Linked DNA regions of Mus musculus: regions 2 and 3 are each linked to region 1. The links are chromatin contacts, called in public Hi-C maps. All regions are on one chromosome and are shown on one strand. Each heading gives the region's core, a stretch centred on a gene start, on an enhancer-like site or on the middle of the called end of the contact. The rest is flanking DNA. Distances are from core to core; before and after follow the strand shown.

Region 1 (3,306 bases), core at 356-2,855:
GACAACAACCGGGTCAGTCCCCATGGTGACGCAAGAGACTAAGTCTCTTGCTTTAACCATCAGTTCATGAGTCCCCAGAGCCCCACAACAGTGCTGAGGGACACATTGGCACATGACCTGCTCAGTGACACAGTAGCCAGACCCCTTCTTTCCACCCCACAATAAGCAACGACACTGAGGACAAAGAGGGCAACAGACTTGCACTGGCAAATAAATAACCTATTAGGGGCAGGCGAGACCAGGAAGAGATCCTGCCTCAAATAACAGGCGGGTAGTGTTCATGGGGAATGACACTCAAGGTTTCCCTCTGTCCTACACATACATATATGTCCGTCTGCAAACGATACATATGCACTCACACCCACAGAGCATACACAATCCTGGTAGTTATTATTACTGTTTACATAGAACACGTGAGCCCTTTAAATGGTCCCCCTCCCAGAAAGCTGTGTGTTTTCTGAGCACTAGAGATAGCAGCAGGGTCTCTAGGTGAGGGCAAGGTGACTGTCCCCCCCCCCCCCACTCTAAGTGGCTCAGGAACAAACAGGAGCTAGGAGAAGCCTGCTGCCCCCACCCCCACCCCCACACTGTGGTATGAATCCATTTGGCCATCTTTTAAGATGAGGCCTAAGCAAGCTCAAGGCCAAAGCTGTCATGGTCTTGGATCTTGGGAGCAATGGGCAGCTCCTTTAGGCCCAGTGAAACGCCTGGTTTGCAATTGAATTGGCAGTGACTAACACGGCATAACAGCTACAGTAAAACAGATCATGGGAAATGTAATGGCCCATGGTCAGCAATCACTGAATTATTTATGTCATTCTTTCTTCTTCAGAGCTCTCTCCCTCTCATTCTTCCCCCAGCACTGCAGCCCTCGTCTGGCCGTCTGCAGACTGCTGAATAACAGAAGCACAAAGAGACCACCGAGACCCAAGAGCACAGAGACTGGAGGTTTCTGAGTAGCCATGGTGGAGGGGGTAGAGGTGGGGCTGATGGCTTCATTTTCTCGGCTGCCAAATTAAGGGCTCTCTCCGCTGAACTGACAACAACTTAAGCTTGCGTTGCTTTTCTGGTTCATTGAGGATCTCCACGTTCTTACGCCTGTCAGGTAAGAATGATGTGACCCTCCTTCCCAGGTTCCAGCAAATACACTGGGAGTTAAATTGTAAATAGCTGGAGCCAGAGCCAAAGCCAAAGCCAACAAAACAAAACAAAACACCCCACATGCATACACATGAGAACAACTTGCATTTCTGTAGTGTGGCCCTTCCCAGCATCCCTGACAGCATCAGGGAGAAAATGGAGGATACCACAGAGAAACGGGACTCGGTCTGTCCTGCAGTATACATTTTTGTCATGCACATGTCTCAGATGCAGCTGATACCCAGGAGTGTGGTTTTCCAAACCATAGGTCCTGCTGGCTGATAGACGAGTTTCCCACACACTACTTGGAATGGCTATGCAATGGTAGCCAGACCCAGAGATGCCCCAGGACTGGAAGTCATTCCCACACATCTCTGTGTCTCCTCAGGGACAGTTGCATTGTCTTGGCTCCTTACACAGTGCTCAGTCGCTGCAACTTTGACCCTCATTTCATAATTCAGAAACCTAAATCCCCCTCACACTTCCTCTTAGTAAGTTGCTTTCACTTCCTTTTCTTAAAAAAGCAATTTCATATACTTACCATAATTTTATTACTTATTAGAAATTTTAACATGTCCTTAAATACCAACATCATTATTATTGTTATATTACTACTATTGTTCTTTTTTTTTTAATTAATTAGCGACTTTAATTTTACGTGTATGCGTGCCTGAGCACGTGCACATTCATTGCTTGTCTGCAGGTGTCCACTGAGGCAGGAATAGGGCAATAGATGTCCTGGTTAAGGGCGACTGACTGTGAGGCTCTGGTGTTGGGGGCTGGGAATCAAATCCGAGCCTTGGAGAGAACAACAGCAAATACTCTTAACCACTGAGCCCTCTCACCAGCCCTTAATGTTTGCTTTTGTTAGTAGTCACTCTAACTGTAACGCTGTATGAATCCCTGGTTCTGTATCTCCATTACACACACACACACACACACACACACACACACACACACTTGCAATCCTCCCCTATCAGCTTCCCAAGTGCTATGACTTTAGGCATGTGCCACCATGCCTGGCTAGATCTATTACTCTATTATTATCTATAAATATGAAGTTTAGATGAATTTAAAGATTTGGGAGAGTTTATAGACCAATTGATTAAATAAATAAATAAATAAATAAATAAATAAATAAATAAATAAATAACCAGCCCCCGAAAATGAATGAAGAAAGGGTTTTATCGCCATAAAAACAAAAGCAGCTCAGAATGGCAGGCAAAAGGAACAAGAAGGTGATAAAAGGTTTTTAGAAAACTGGGACTATTGACACACACCTTGAATCCCAGCACTCAAAAGTCAGAGGCAGGTTGATCTCTGAGTTCCAGGCCAGCCAGGTCTACAGAGTTTCAGACAGCCAGGGCTACACAGAGAAACCCTGTCTTGAGAAAAAGAAAAGAAAAAAAAAAATTGAGAGAGTTTTTTTTTTTTAGAAATTAAATTTTTGTTGGCTAAAATGAAAAGCATCATAAAAGACCTGGAAGGGAAGGAAGGATCAGTCAAGTCGACGGGGTAGCTCAGAACACACATTAAATGTTGACGTGGTCTCCTGAAAGGGGGAAGACAAAAAAAAAAAAAAAAAAAAAAAAGATGAAGTAAATCTCAGAAATCCAGCGCCCAACTGACTGAGTACTGGCTGGGAAACCGAAGCCTTTGAAGAGGACTCATCACACAATAAAGAAATTTCCCCTGTGCTGAAGACAGGGAGGGATTTTCCAGTTAAAGGTGACTACCGTATTATCAAACTCTTTTGGTTTCATCTGACAGAAACCCAACTGCAAGGGTTCAAAGAAAGAAAGTAATACATTGGTTAATCCAGCTTTGGTTCAGAGACCAACCGTGGAAATCCCCTTTCCCTCCCTCTTCCCTTCCCTCCCTCCCTCTACACCTCCCTTCCTCCATCCCTCCCTCCCTCCCTTCCTCCCCCCTCTCTCTACACCTCCTTCCCTCCCTCCTTCCCTCCCTCCAACCCACCCTCCAGCCCTCCCTCCGTTCCACTCTTTCTGCCTCCTCTCCCTCTTTTCCTCTTCCCCTCTTCTCTCTCTCCACTCCTTCCCTCTCTCGCCCTAACTAGCCTGTCCTATCTCTCCAGGTTGGCTCCCCAGGCAGGCTCTCTGTTATGGTGGCTAAGAGTCTCTACCACTTCCAACTTCACCTCATCCT
Region 2 (3,306 bases), core at 472-2,971, 250 kb before region 1:
ACGGCAGCGCATGGCAGCAGGAGTTGGAGAAGACTGCAGATAGGAGCCAGCGCTTTGCTTTCTGCTTCACTTCCACGAGTCCGGGGACCTCAGCCCCTGGATTGGTTCTCCCCACGGTTAGGACCGGCCCTCCCACTTCTTGCTGCTCATCTAGAAACTCCCTCACAGCTGTACCTAAAGGCTCACTGCCTAGGCGATTTAGATCCCGCCAAACCGGAAGTATTAGCCATCATCCCAGGAGCCTTGCCCATTTCCTCTGAGAAGGAGGCTAAGGATGCTGAGGCCCACGTGATCAGTGGGAGGGTAGGGGAAGCCTGGATGACTTTGCCAGCACTCACTGGTTGCTTAGTGAATACAGGGTCTGCTTTCCCTCTGCATCAGCAGAGGTTACCATCTCCAGGCTGTAATAAAAGCAAGTTTAATCTGAAATATTAGAGATTTGCAAATCCGGGTTATATGATGGAGTATAGGCATATCTGGGGAAGCAAAAACAATACTAATGCGGATTTAATTTTTAAAAATTGTTATTTATGTGTACACATGTGCCTGCTTGTCTTTATGTGCACCATGTGCATACAGATGCCAGAAGTGGATACTGGATCCCCTGCCCTTGGGTTCTGATCTACCTAATGTGGGTGCCGAGGAACAGAATCTAAGTCCTCTGCAAAAGCAAGAAGCACTCTTAACTGCAGAGCCATCTTTCCAGCCCCAACTTTTAATTTATTTTATTTCGTAGTACCAGGTATTAAACTCAGGACCTTGCACATGCGAGCCAGTCAAGCACCCTACCGACGAGCGATGTGAACAAGCCCTTTTATCGATGCAATGTTGACGTGTGAGGCAAGGTCTCACTAAACTGCCCAGGTGAGGCTTAAACGTGGGATCCTCATGCCTCGGCCTCCCAAGCAGCTGGATCACACAGGGCCACAGCTCCAGGACTGCAAACCACGGTTCTAAAGGTGAAATGGGTCTGTGGCTACCCCATCCCCGGCATGCCCGAGCTCATCTAGAGGTGAAGGGAGCATGGCTGTTCTAAGGTCCTTGTTTACAGGGATGGGCCACATGCAGGGTCTGGCAGGTCCGTGCTGTCCGTGTGGTAAGATCTGGTAGCCTTTGGTCCAAGGCTCTGTTTTCCAGAGCTCTTGAAATATTTTTTATAACAGCATATGGGAGTGACAACCAGCTGACCCCAAGTCTTGTCTGCTCTATTAGATTCCCAAAGGACTCCACTTTAATTCGGACAACTTTTACGTCAGCAACTGAAGTCTCTGTCAGGGGACTCATGCAAAATAAGCACCTTTATCGAGGACCTCAGAAAGAAAAGGAGATTTTCCTTGATGAGGGCAGGACCCACGTTGCCTCAGGCACCCACCCCTTCCAGATGGCAATGGGGCATCAGCTCCATCACAGCCCGTGCCAGCCACCGTGTGCCTCCTAGTTCCATTTTACTCTAGGAAGAATGTGAGTCTGCTTGGCTCAAGTATGTGTGTTCTTGAATTTGCACATGTATTTGTGTGAGATCTTAACCCGGCAGGTGGGGTGTTGGGCACCCTTATAGTCCTGTAACCACTAGAGGCTGTTCATGGGAACCGGAGCACCAGGCAGTCAGCCTAGGGTGCCGGGAACACTGTCTTTCTGTGGCTAGTGGTACTGAGCAGGATGTGTAGAAAGGAGACACCCAGTGAGGAGGCCTGTGGCCCCAGGCCGCCACACTTTCTCTTCCTCTCTCTGACGGCAGAGGCAGCTTCAAGCCTGCTCCTTCCTGCTTGTGGCTGAGCTCAGTCAGTTCCGCTTTCACTCTTGTCTATAGCAAACCTTCTGCAGAACCTCAAGTTTGCCTCCACCAGGAAGTCCTCCAAGCCAGTGCTCTCCCCAGCTGTTTCCTTTTTAGGCTTTCTTTCTTTCTTTCTTTCTTTCTTTCTTTCTTTCTCTTTCTCTCTCTCTCTCTCTCTCTCTCTCTCTCTTCTGGGCCCTGTACACTTCATAGTACCACTAGTGTTCGTCTTCTCTATGCACACTGTGTCTTTTTGCGGTCTCTGAGGTCTCATCAGGCACCATTTATGTGTAGTCCTGATGCTATTAGCACAGCACTATTTGAACAGAGGTACCTGGGCTTTATAATGATGGAGACAGATGAGCTGTGGATGGAAAAGGACCCTGGGCCTTGAGGCCCTATCATTCCTGCCTGGGACCACTAGAGTCACCCTGCACAGATAAAGGATATTTGCGTAGACCACAGGGGGGAAATCTCAGCCTAATGTGCAGTAAAAGCAATTGCACAGTGGTGACTCTGGAAGAGATTAGAAGGAAAGGCCCTCTGCCTTGGCCCCTCAGGTGTGAGTCAATTTCCACCGACGAAGGCCTGCATTTGAATGGCTTTGCTCTCCTTGCTGACAGGGTGGCTTGGGCAAACTTCAAACCTTAGGCTTCTTCAGGCAAAAGATGGGGAAAATAAAAGCCAGTGGCCTGAAACTGTGCTAAGTGGCTTGGCTGGCCTGGGGCTAGAGGGCAAGCTTTAGCCTGCTGAGGGAGCCGAGAGGAGTCTTCAGTTGAGAAGACTGTAGAGGGCCTCTGAGACTGAGAAGAGGGGAAGGACCTCTGTTCTCCCTCTGCTGCAGGCTGGGTACCTGGAGAAGCAAACTCATAGGCCTACTTTCCTAGAAGGTTCATATTTCCAGGTTTTTATCCTAAAGCCAAATATACCAGAAAGGATTTTTCAGATTCAAATCTTGGGGTTTGCACAATTAAAGAGACCCTTCTAGTGAATGCTGCTTTAATGAGACTTTTCTCTGGGGCATCGGGAGGCAGGAATGCTGGTTAAGCTATGTCCATTTCCTTTCTTCTAAAGTCCCAATGACAACCAAAGTTTGACCCACCAAAGCTCCTCCACCCCATGAACCCATGAGTAAGGGGTTATTGCTGGGAGTGTGGGTGACCCCCAAAGTAGCCACTCTGAAGTCTTCGCCTAGCATGGACGATGGCTTCCTCTTGGCTACATAGCTCTACCTCTAATCTTTCTCAAACTGTATATATTCTAGCTCCTTCCCTAAGATCCAGAGGCCACATGCATACAAATGGCTTGGGGGAGCAGCTGAATCCTCTCTCTTATGAGGGAACACAGTTTTTCATTGTGCCCTCCGCCTCCAGCCTTGAGTAGAGTAAACAGACCCACAGTGGTTTTACAACCTAGCTGGAGTCTCTAGTCTCTCAGCGTTTGCAATTTCCTACAGGAGTAGACTGCCTGCTTTGCAACATAATCCAGCTGAAACAAAGGATAGGGTCTGTGGGCTTTCCCTGTATAACCAC
Region 3 (3,306 bases), core at 507-3,006, 220 kb before region 1:
GGATGGCTCAGTGCCTGTGGGCAGGTAAGAGCTAGCTCTCCTGAATGAAGAACACCAGTGCAGGTGTGCTCCTAAGTCAGGCCAAAGCACACATGCTGTTGGACTGCTGGGGTTTCTGGGGTAGCTCAGTGCATTCCCTGGGTGGCTGCTGCGCCCTGGGAATTCTTCTCTGTGGGCATAGCTGCCGTTAGGGCAGGGTAGTGAGCACCACGACCCCACAGTGCTCAGCTCAGGTACGAGAAGAGCACTCAGAGAGCGCTCAGCATAAGCTCAGGGTTGTCTAGCCTCCTACAAGACACTGTGCCAAATAGCCAATTAGTGTTTTAAAAAGTGTTCAACATCCCTCGTTACCAGGGAAAGGCAAGTTAAAACTACTTTAGGAGTACTTGCTGTTCTGGTAGAGGACCTGGGCTCAGTTCCCAGCACCCAGACGGCAGTTCACAATGGAGTACAGCTCCAGTTTCAGGGGATCCAACGCCCTCTTCTGGCCTCCACGGGCACTGCACCCATGTGGTACATATACATCCATGCAGGCAAAATACTCATACAAACAAACAAACAAACAAAAAAAAATCTTGAAAGAAAAAAGCCCTTCTTTGAGACACCTGCTCACATCAGTCAGAAGGGATACCATTAAGAAATCTGACCCCAAAGGTTGGAGAGGAAGGGAAGGGTCCTTCATTACTCTTGGCAGGAGTGCAAGTCAGCACAACCATTGTGCAAACCAGTTTGGAGTTTTCTCAAAAAACAAAAAAAAACCCCAGACATTAAAAATAAAACAATCATGTGTCCTGGCTCTAGCATTCCTAGACTCCAAAGCACTCCATATCCTACCACAGAGACATTTGCACACTCGTGTGCATGCCTATGTGCATACCATTGCTATGTTCACAATAACAGGGAAACGTGACCAGCCTATGCGTCCATCAACCGATGAGTGGATAATGGGGATCTGGCACATATACATGATGAAATAGTATGCAGTGGTGAAGAAAAATGATGTCACAGAATTTTCAGGAAAATGGATGGATCTGGGAAGTATAACGCTAAACAATGCTAAACCCAAACTTAGACAGAAAACACATTTTCCTTCATATGTGAACATATGCACAGGCATTCGCATGGGTAAAATCTAAAAGTCTAGAGAGACGGCCAAGAGAAGTAATATTAGGTAATGAGAAAGGACGGGGGTCAGGACACTTGGCGCTTGAAAGGGGAAAGAGATCAGAGGCAGCCACAAGGGAGGAAGAGGAACTGCTAGTGTGGTTGGGAGGGGAAGGGACTCACACTTTGTTAGAAGATATCCTACTGGCTTCTAACACATTATGCGCTAATTTAAAAACAGAATCATGTGTAGCCACATGCTGGCTGCCCAGGGAGAGAGCTCCATTCTGCTGGGGCCCTTTACCCAAGAGCTTTTTCCTTCTTCACCCAATGTATCTTTCTAGGTAGAAGATACACACTCCTCAGCAGGGTTGCTTTTGAAAGCCCAAGCCTGGGATGGGGGTGTGTAGGGGGTGGGGGGGTGGGGGGAGACTGTGGAGCTTTGCCCCTGCAGCTCCGATACAGCCCCAGCCCCACCTTTCCCTGCATTGTAGCCAGGTTTTTTTTTTTTTCCATTTGAAGAACGACTTCTCACCCACAGTTGCATCAATCTGTCCACAGACAAAGTGAATCATGTCGCAAGCTCTGGTTCTGGCCTGTGCCCTATGCTCTGGTGATGGGCTGGCTGGGCCAGGCCTCTAGTAGGGGAACTGTTTTGACTTGGACCTAGCAGAGGGAAGCAAAGGCCAGGAGAGGGATGCCAGGGGTTGGGGAGTAGTTATGAGATCCTGTTGAAGTCACCAGACAGAGGCCAGTGACCTGTGTTGGGATTACCCCAGTGAACTTTCTGGCTTGCTCATCCTACAGCCCTACAGCTAGCACAGCAGAAAAAAAAAAAAAAAAAAAAAAAAAGGAGCAAACCACTGGATTTACTTTGCTGTGCTGAGGGGATGGGCAGGCTTGGCCGCGTTGCTTCTCTTTTCTCTATTTGGGACTCTGAGTTTCAGTTCTCCTTTAGATGACACACAGTGGCCGTGGCCTGAGGGCTCCCAATCACAAGGGTAGTTTCTTCTCACTTTCTGCTTCAGAAACACAGCCTAGGTTTGGAGCCACACACACACAGGGGAAAGTCTGTCTGCGGGTGTCTGATGGCCCTTCCTGAAGGCAGAACCAAGTGTCCTTCTGCTCCAGAGACAGGAAGGTGAATCTGTCCATGTGTGTCTGTGTATGTGTGCAGGCACAGGCACTGCTAGTGTGGTGTGTACACGTGTGTGGAGAGATATGTCTCTGCTCTCAGGGAACTGGGACCCCATCTCTGTTGGGTCATTCACGGGTACCATCTCAGCATGACATCCACCATAAATCGGCACTGGGACCCAGGGTTGCATGGATAGCCATAGACTGGGCATCTAGGCAATGTCTCTAAGGCCGGCAAGGGTGGAATCTGAGTGGGAAGAGGGATGGGGTGGAGGGAGCAGCAGGTGCCAGAGGGTGCAGAGAACCATGTGGGGAATGACGAATTCAATGTAACTGTAACACGGTCAGGGGCTTGGGTCCGAAGACACTTAGGATGGTAAAGCAAAAGTACTTGATGGTGAAAATAACTGCAATGAATTGGTGCTTGGTCAAGGACTCGGGTTCAGTTCCAACACTGTGGTGGTTTGAATAGGAATGGCCTCTATGGACTCATGTGTTTGAGTGCTTGGTCATAGGGAGTGTCACTATCAGGAAGCGTGGCCTTGTTGGGGTAGGTGTGAGCTTTTGTAGAAAGTATGTTCCTGTGGAGATGAGCTTTGAGGGCTTATATGCTCACACTATGCTGTGTGGCACATAGTCTCTCCTTGCTGCCTGCAGCACCGTGTCTGCCTGCACACTGCCATGCTTCCCACCATGACGATAATGGACTAAACCTCTGAAACTCTAAGCCAGCCCCAATTCCGGAGTCTTCCTTTACAAGACTTGCTGTGGCCATGGTGTCTCTTCACAGCAATGAAACACTAAGACAAGCACCCACCATTATCCATAACCCCAGTCTCAGGGGATCCGAAGACTGCTTCTGGCTTCTAGGGGCACTAGCCACAGCCATGGTGCATATGCATACATGCAGACAAACATTCATACACGCACAATAAAATAAACCTCAAAATAATTTTTAAAAAGTCTAAGATGATGGTGACAACAATGATAATGACAATGATGGTGACGATGATAATGATGGTGACAATGGTGGTGATGAAGATGATAATGACGATGATGGTGATG

What was found. Hi-C and Micro-C count contacts between places; a contact is called where the count stands out from the background.
Region 2: a Hi-C map of bone marrow-derived macrophages shows a contact between it and region 1, with 26 read pairs. The contact joins two enhancer-like sites. A contact is called at or near these places in 3 of 484 Hi-C or Micro-C datasets (bone marrow-derived macrophages and pre-pro-B cells) and 1 of 115 datasets of contacts at active chromatin or transcription factors (microglia).
Region 3: a Hi-C map of bone marrow-derived macrophages shows a contact between it and region 1, with 26 read pairs. The contact joins two enhancer-like sites. A contact is called at or near these places in 3 of 484 Hi-C or Micro-C datasets (bone marrow-derived macrophages, embryonic stem cells and erythroblasts), 3 of 115 datasets of contacts at active chromatin or transcription factors (bone marrow-derived macrophages, embryonic basal ganglia and stem cell-derived neural progenitor cells) and 1 of 9 other capture datasets (embryonic stem cells).

The regions. Positions count from the first base shown.
Region 1 is chr9:61,240,771-61,244,076 of GRCm38.p6, forward strand. No RefSeq gene overlaps it. Among named protein-coding and RNA genes, the nearest start is that of Gm51682, 15 kb to the right of the region's middle. Within about 2 kb of position 1,606, at least 38 of the 459 cell types and tissues checked have an H3K27ac peak or open chromatin away from gene starts, as enhancers often do. A contact at or near this core is called in bone marrow-derived macrophages, where this site is marked.
Region 2 is chr9:60,989,965-60,993,270 of GRCm38.p6, forward strand. The region is part of intron 2 of Gm51680 (a long non-coding RNA gene); the gene reads right to left. Among named protein-coding and RNA genes, the nearest start is that of Gm5122, 25 kb to the right of the region's middle. Within about 2 kb of position 1,722, at least 142 of the 459 cell types and tissues checked have an H3K27ac peak or open chromatin away from gene starts, as enhancers often do. A contact at or near this core is called in bone marrow-derived macrophages, where this site is marked.
Region 3 is chr9:61,020,760-61,024,065 of GRCm38.p6, forward strand. The region is part of intron 1 of Gm51680 (a long non-coding RNA gene); the gene reads right to left. Among named protein-coding and RNA genes, the nearest start is that of Gm5122, 5.3 kb to the left of the region's middle. Within about 2 kb of position 1,757, at least 83 of the 459 cell types and tissues checked have an H3K27ac peak or open chromatin away from gene starts, as enhancers often do. A contact at or near this core is called in bone marrow-derived macrophages, where this site is marked.